2 separate regions of the Capra hircus genome follow, and region 1 is linked to region 2. Evidence: chromatin contacts called from public Hi-C data. All regions are on one chromosome and are shown on one strand. The core of a region is the stretch at or near the end of the contact, and the rest is flanking DNA. Distances in the headings are between cores, read along the strand shown. Region 1 overlaps ALPK2 (alpha-protein kinase 2). Region 2 overlaps NEDD4L (E3 ubiquitin-protein ligase NEDD4-like).

Region 1 (3,875 bases), core at 1,373-3,872, 290 kb before region 2:
AGAGCAGGGATTTTTTTTTTTTTTTTAAAGACTTGGGTCAGATCTTGGTCCTGCCACCTGCTTCTGATTCTCCTATTGGTAACCTTGCTTCTTGGCATCATAGACACTTGACCCCAGTGATGAAAGTGACGACAGGGCATCCTGGTTTGCCCAGGGCAGCATCATTTCATGCCTGCCATCCTAGCATCCCATCTAGTTAGTTGTCCTGAGCAAGTTTCCCCGCTCAGAAAATGGACAGTGCCCCTATTTATTTATTTACGAAGAGATTTTCCTGGACCTCAGAAGAATTTCCTGAGTTAGAGCCTTCCTTCACAGGCCTCATGTCCTTTGTAGGATATGGCAGATCCAGGCATCATGCAGACCTGCTTTGAGTGCCGGGTTCTTGTCTCACCGGCTCTATGGACGTGAACCCTGACGTTCTCAAAGCCACTGAGGCGCACAGATGGGGACCCAGGCTGGTCCTGAGAATCCCCCAGCTCATCTGCATCCTGTCCCTGAGGCTCAGCACGTGCTTGATTAACGCTGGGTCTCCTTCCTCAGCTCACGCCCCAGCCTGACCTCAGAGTAGGCGAATTCCATACCATTACTTGGAACCACTTTCCACCAAAACAAAGCAGAAACCTGCCCAAGAAGTTTCAAAAACTAAGACAAGCATAAGAGTGATGATTTAAGATGTCTTTTAAAAAGCATCTTAACAACTTCCAGGAACCTGGGCCATGTTTTTTTTTTTTTTTTTTTCTCGTAATTTAAAAAAGAAATTCAATCCCTTTGGTTTTGTCCTCAGCTTTAATGTGACTTATCTGGCCTGGGACAGCTGCCCAGCACCCATTAGAGCCGAGAGCTGGCACCCAGTGCAAAATGTTGTCTCTTAAGTGTTACTTATTGCCTCCTCCCTAAAGAGGGGGTGGGAGAGAAGGGAATTCTGAAATGTCTAAGAAATATTAGCTATTAGGGGTATTAGATCATCCTGTCCGTTGTGTCTTTAAAAACCTTTTATTCAAACTTTTGCAGTCACTATTTTTCTCTAAAGAAATGTTTCTTAGCTCAGCTTGAAAAAACAAAAGAGGAATCTTCTCTGATCAGAGTACAAGGCGTGCGGTTTGGGAGATCTCTTTGGAGGTCCCTGGGGGCTGTGTCCATCCTGTCGTCTTTCTTCCCAAGGGTAGAGCAGGAGGTGCAGGGAAAGGGGGCTCCCTGACCACAGGCTGCAAGGGGTCCCCAGGGCCAGGACGTGAGATTCTGCTGAAGGAACTCGGGGAAAAGTCAGAGCTGCAGAAGGGAGCCTGGGCAGTCAACGCGAGAGATTCAGGGAAGGGTTTCAAGCACAAAGGCAGCGTAGACAGACAGAAGTCCATGTGGGACATGATCTCAAATCGGGGAGAGAAAGGCTGGGGAGCCTGGCGGGTGTCAGAGGCTCCAGAGAGTAGGTAGACGTGGCCAGGCCCCAGGCTGCTGCTGCTAAGTCACTTCAGTCGTGTCTGACTCTGCAACCCCATAGACAGCAGCCCACCAGGCTCCCCTGTCCCTGGGATTCTCCAGGCAAGAACACTGGAGTGGGTTGCCATTTCCTTCTCCAGTGCATGAAAGTGAAAAGTGAAAGTGAAGTCGCTCAGTCGTGTCCGACTCTGTGACCCCACGGACTGCAGCCCACCAGGCTCCTCCATCCATGGGATTTTCCAGGCAAGAGTACTGCAGTGGGGTGCCATTGGCACCTTCTCTTTATTCTTAGCCCCCAGGGCTGGCTTCCTGCATCCGTGCGGCAGACGGCCAGTTTGCCTGCTCTACTGAAGCCTGGGGACGGGCACCCCCATCCTGAGAAGCAGTGCTTCGTGTGGGCATCGTTACACGTGTTCTTTTAATCACGTTGAAAAGAACCCCAGACATGGGCGGGAGAAACAGTGACGAGGCAAATCTGACTTTAACAATGATCAATAATACCTTTAAACCAGAAGCTTAAAAGGTCTCCCAATTTGGGCTCCACGCTTTCTTGGCTGGTGGTCAGGATCTTTTGCAGAAAGAGGAACTACTAGCTCATTAAAAGAAAGTCCCTATGTCTCAACCAGAACCATATGTTTGGCTGTAGACACCTCAGTAAATGAGACCTGACTTATTCTCTTGTTTAGTGATGCCAGGAAGTGTGAGAGTATTTTAAGATTGCTTATAATAGAAAAGAAAATAGGGGACCATTATGGCTTATTCCGATGCAACTCCTTAACACTGAAGTATGGAATATTCTCCTGGAATACTTCATACCCCCACACTCCTTCAGCAATGTTGAGTACCAAAACTTCATGTTACAACGTGTGGCAAGTCGGATTGCTTCAACATCTAATAATCCATCTTCTAGGTAAACAAAAGATACTAACCCCACTGTCGAACATATTTCTGATTTGAAAATTGTTCAGCCATTTAGAGTTCTCTGAAGGGCGAGAAGGAAAAATGCCTAATTCCGTAATATAAGACTCAGAAAGTTAACCTAATCAAAGTCCGTGTAAACCAACACCTGTTGGGAACAGAGCCGCAGCTGTCTCAGTGGGTCCGGCAAACGCACACCTGGCCCCAGTCCTCCCACTGTTTCTGGGGAGAAGGCAATATTGCCGTCCAGCCAGTAGAGGGCGGCAGAGCCAAGCTTTTGTCCTCTGTGATCTCTGCCCCAAAGCCCGCTTCATGTTGGTGAAAGACAAAGAAAAGAACCCTGAACAGATTTCTTCGGAGGCAGTGAGCCTTGAACTAAACTAGGGTCGCTATAAATAGGCACAGACGACCCCCTCTCTGTGGCCACCAGGCCGTCAGCCAGTGTCAGGCCCGCAGGATCGTAGCGTGTGTCAGTCCCTGACCCGGGAGCCTGGGCTGGGCAGAATCACGAATGGCTTGTTCCTGCAGAGGGGCAGCCGTGGGGGGACAAGGCCCCCGTATCGCGGTGGACGCACGGTGAGGGCAGTTCCCTTAGGGAACCAGGCCCTCCTGGTGTCAGTGTGACGCCCCGTGAGCCATGGAGCCCGAAAAATCAGCACAGCCTCCCGCCCTCCAGCTAAGAGCAGCCCCTGGGGAGCTCTGCATTTGGGGGTGATGCCACCTGGGGGTGCTTAACCCAGACTCAATCCCGAGACACCCTGGTGCCCAGGGAGGAAGGGGGTGGGCTCTGACACGGGAGAAACACACTCAGAACGAGCTTGGGGGTGTGGTCACACGGGTATGGGGTCGTGGGTGTGGGTGTGGGTGTGGGTGGGTGTGCGTGTGCGTGTGCGTGTGCGGTGACTGGGCAGACTCTCTACTGCAATGCGTGAGTCTGCCAGGAGGGGGAGGAACAAGGGGCTCAGACCACACTCCCCTGACCTCGTTGTTCTGCGCAGCAGGCCGCATTGCTGTAGATCCTGGTGGTCTTGCTGACTCCCCAGTGCCAGGCTTCAGAGGACCAGCCTCCCAGGCCTAAGGGGCCTGGTAAAGGCGCTTTCACACACCCTGGATACCAGACACCTGCCACTGGGTCCTGCCGCCATGGTCTCCTCCTCTGGAAAGCAGCCTGAATCCCGTCCCAAATCCGATCAAGCCCTTATGTAGCAGAGCTAGGTGGCCAGCGTCTGACCTGTTTGGCCAGTCTTTGCCATCAAGGTGGCCTGGAGGCCCGACAGGAACACCTATTTTCACAGGTTTTTTTTTTTTTTTTGCCAGCATCAGCACGAGCAGCAGTCCTAGTGTGTGTTGAGAGTCTCCTGGGCTGAGAAGTCAGCCAGGAGGACCCAGACTCCATCCACAGAGCGGGAGTAACGTTGGCAGTCCAGCAGCCTCCCCCAAAACCTTGTAAAGGACCGTGGAGTGACTGGAATTGGACCAGAGGGCTCCGCCCCCTCCCCAGCTCTGTGCACTAGTTACCC
Region 2 (3,918 bases), core at 1,279-3,778:
CATGGAAGCATGCCAACAGGTGTCTTAGCAGAAAGAAGCTGGGAAACACAGATGGTTGCCAAGGTGACTTGAAAGAGACCCAGGCAGTCAACACCTGTGGCTGGGTGATGCCCATCACCCAACATCACCCTCACCTGGACAGAGGTCCCCAAAGCAGGCTCAGAGGAAGGGCTTACCAGGTCAGCCCCAGATCTCAGGGCCTCAAAGCCACCCAGGAGTGCTCCATCACACAGGCCGCTCTGCCGATGAATATCTTTGGTTCCACCTCTTCTGGCTCTGCCAACCCCTCCACCACCTCCCCCCGCCCAAGGGAAAGCACGCACTTCAAGAGAAAACCAGCCGTGCCCAGCTCCTACAGGTGGGCAGACAGAGGGCAGAGAGAACCACAGAGGTCAGCCCGTGGGGCACTCACCAAGCTAGATGCTAATCACGGCACAGACTCACTTACATCAAAGATCATTAACCAGGCGCCCAGGGATGAGAGTTCACAAGCTGCAAAAACGCATTTAGATAAAGCTGCAGCCTTTTGTTGCCAAACACTCGGTTTGGGTCATTTCGGGAGAAGGGCACTGCAGTGGCCCTGGGGCGCCCACACAGGGGCGTCCTGGGAGGAAGGGGCAGGTCCGGCCTGCCTTCCACTGCTGCTGTTCACCCAGGGCTGCTGCTAAGTCTCTAGGGTTTATTTCCTGTCCTTCCCTCTCCCTTAGGAGGTGTAACTGTCCCTTAGCATGCAAGGGAGAGGGCAGGAAGGAAGTATAAACAGGTAAAATCTGGGGGTTGGGGGGTCCTGTGTCTGCGATTTCTCGTTTTCTCCGAGGAAATGTCTCCTTTAAAGGTGACTGTTTCGACTCTACAGTTGCAAGTCCCACACCAAGAGGGTGGCAGGTCCGTCTTCATCAGATCTGCTGCAGTGCTGTTTCTCCCACCTCCGGGGACCCAACACCACTCGGCTCTCAGGGACAAGAGGTCGCCATCAAGCCCACAGGGTCAGAAGTTCGAGTTCTCGCCTAACAGGGAGCCAGGGTTGTAAAGATTCCTGACAAGTGTTCTTTCTGACATGCCTCAAGCGGCTGCACGCACTCCAGCTTCTTCCCTTCAGGACTCATAAAAATCAGGGCCAGCCCCCCTCTCACCCTTTGTCTCGGGCAGCCTGAGTTTCTTGGCGTTTATGGACGGACTCACCCCCAAAGAGTAAGCACTGCCCTAGCTCTCCATCCCGGGATCACCCAACTCCATTCTATATTTGCCACAGAGCCATTATTTGTGACTAAAGTGTCAAAATGGCAAACCACATTAATTCCTGCTAGTGAGATTAACCTCACCTGGGAAGACAATGCGTTCTCGGAGATTAATTTCTGGGTTTGTAACGAGGTGTCACGGGAGAGCTCGAACAGTCTAGAAAATGTAAGTGCCGGCTTTCTTCTCTCTCAAAGGGAATACAAGTTTCTATGTCTGGAGGCTGAGCAACGTGGGGAGAAGACAACGAACAATGATCTAATCATCCGGCACCTCATTTACAATTTTCAAAAGTTCGTAAGTGATTATACATCCATATAAGAGCAAAACCGTGTAATCTCTCAACACAAGTGAAAAACTAAAGTTAGGAGTCATGTGATTCATCCTCCAGCACTTCCTGCGAAGGTTATAAAACAAACTGGGAAGACATTTATATCTCAGGAGGTAAATCTGAAACAATAAAGAGGTGGACACCTGTCCCACCACGACCTTGCTAGTAGCATCAGCTATGATTTAAACTGAACTTCATGCACAATGAGGTTTAAAAAAAAATTAATAGATCTGTCCTCATTTCCCCTGGGGTTTTGTACCAAATTTCCAAACTCTGCATGACAGATCCCTTCCACTGTGTCTGTTTTCGACATTTCAGGCACACAGGGATGACAAATGCAGTAATTTATTCACAAAGGGGCCGCTGAGGGAGGGAGGCACTGGAGCAGCAGCTGTATTATAATTTTTCAGTGCACAGAGGTTTCCAACAAGGTGAGACGGGGGAAACGCAATTTTTCACTGTCTATGTTTTGATTACTGAAGCATGCAAAAAAGAAAAAAAAATGTTATGAACATGAAAGAGGTGGGGGGAGAGGAAGAAGAGAAAGAAAAAGGAACAGAAAGAAAGAGGCAGGAAAGAGAGGGAAGGGAGAAGGAGAGAAAGAGACAAGAGGAAAGAAGGATCAAACAAGTCCCCAATCCTGGCACATTCAGATTAAAGCTGAAGGATCTATCATAAGAGAACACTTCCCTGATGTTGATGTTAAGCAAGGAAGACAGAATCCTTTGTGGCACTTACCCGACGCCAGGCAGGAAGACCTCACATTAAAGGGGCTAGAGCGAGGCCGGGAGATGCAGAAGCTGTCGGTTTCCCTGAACAGCGGCGGCAGCGAGCAGAAATCCCCGGCTCTGCCTGGTGTCCCCGACAGGTGATCAGCAGCCTGGAGCGGGACGTGCCACGTCCGAGGGCGGGGCCGGGGAGGGCGTGGCGCCGCCGCCGCCCAGGTGGGGCCCCGCGGGAGCCGCCCGCCCCCGACACCCCAGCAGGCAGATGGGGGGGGGAGGGGCCCTAGCTGCAGCCTCTCTGGGCTGGGAGCAGCTCCCGAAGCCTGCCTCCCTCAGATCTGGAGCGGATTCTGATGTGGGGAAGAAGGAAATGGCTCTTCCTTCGGAGAGGGCAGAGACTACCACGTCTTACAACATACCCCCACCCCCCGACCCAGCAAAGCAGGGAAGTTAACAGCCAACTCACAGAAAGAAGGGTGCATACCTGCCCCCCCTCCTCCCCAGGTGACTCTGGGGCCTTTAGGCACGCAGAATGTCTTGTTTGGAAAATGAATGCTATTTTCCCCCTCTAGATGCTTTGAGAGGAAGGGTGTTCCAGGAAAGAAGAAAGCCCTCTAGATACTGCTGTTTAAGCGATTGCTCAATTGTCATTACATACTCGGAATGAGCATGTATTTCCAGACAACATTAACTTTGGATTCCATCTCCACCACCTTAAACAGCTGGGGGTCATCAGGCAAAGTTCTTGGTCAAAGTGCCTCCCACTTCCTCATCTATGGAAATGGAGCCTTGAAACCTCCTTCAGGGACTGTTATGAGGCATCCCAGGTGGAGAGACAGACAACCTTCAGCAACAGAAGACCTAAAAGTAACGCCAAAGTCAGCCACAGCCACCCTGCCAGCTCCCTCGGCTAAAATCTGGCTCCGCGTCCAACAGCAAAGGATCATCCTCTCCTAGTTGAAACCAGCGTCTCCAGTAAGTTTCCTGGGGTTGGGGGGTGGGCTCCTCCTCTCCTAGTTGAAACCAACGTCTCCAGTAAGTTTCCCGGGGTTGGGGGGTGGGCTCGGGGAATCCAATTAAAAATTGTTTTTGCACACAATGGTCAAAGAGCACATGGCCTTTCAGCCCCAATCTTGCCAGGGACACCAAGTTGCAGCCCAAGTTACAGCAGGTTTCTGCCCCTAATTCCCTCTAACTTCCCAATTCAAGAGCACACCCATGTTTGAGAGCAAGGAGTATTCAGGAAAAGAAGAGGCTCTTAATTGAGCCAGAAGGTCTTTTTCCTTTAATGTTCCCCTTTAAAAGGCAGTTATTTCTCAAAATGGGACTCACAGGTTCCTTGTAAGACCACTCTTTAATCTGAGCAGAAGACAATAGCTTGAGTACCCTGTTCAAGGCTATGCTTTCAGAGACCCTGGCGGGAGTGGGGGCAAGCAGAGCTCTGCTGGGCCAAGAAGGTGCCATCGCCATCTGGTGGTGGCTTGTGCACACTGCAGTTGTGAGCCTGGTACCACCCCCTGGTCCAGTCTCCAGGAGGCAGGCCATCTTAATCCCTGCTGCTTTGATGGCTTCAGGACAACCTTGGCTCTCCCCAACCCAATTCATCTTCCCAACCTCCCTCACTTG

The links. A called contact is a pair of places that touch in the nucleus more often than the background predicts.
Region 1: a Hi-C map of blood shows a contact between it and region 2, with 6 times the contacts expected there. The contact joins two enhancer-like sites. A contact is called at or near these places in 2 of 5 Hi-C or Micro-C datasets (both in blood).

Annotation. Positions count from the first base shown.
Region 1 is chr24:57,804,723-57,808,597 of ARS1.2, reverse strand. The region is part of intron 10 of ALPK2 (alpha-protein kinase 2); the gene reads left to right. Among named protein-coding and RNA genes, the nearest start is that of MIR122, 34 kb to the right of the region's middle. Within about 2 kb of position 2,622, at least 2 of the 5 cell types and tissues checked have an H3K27ac peak or open chromatin away from gene starts, as enhancers often do.
Region 2 is chr24:57,518,776-57,522,693 of ARS1.2, reverse strand. The region is part of intron 2 of NEDD4L (E3 ubiquitin-protein ligase NEDD4-like); the gene reads right to left. Among named protein-coding and RNA genes, the nearest start is that of TRNAE-UUC, 140 kb to the right of the region's middle. Within about 2 kb of position 2,528, at least 1 of the 5 cell types and tissues checked has an H3K27ac peak or open chromatin away from gene starts, as enhancers often do.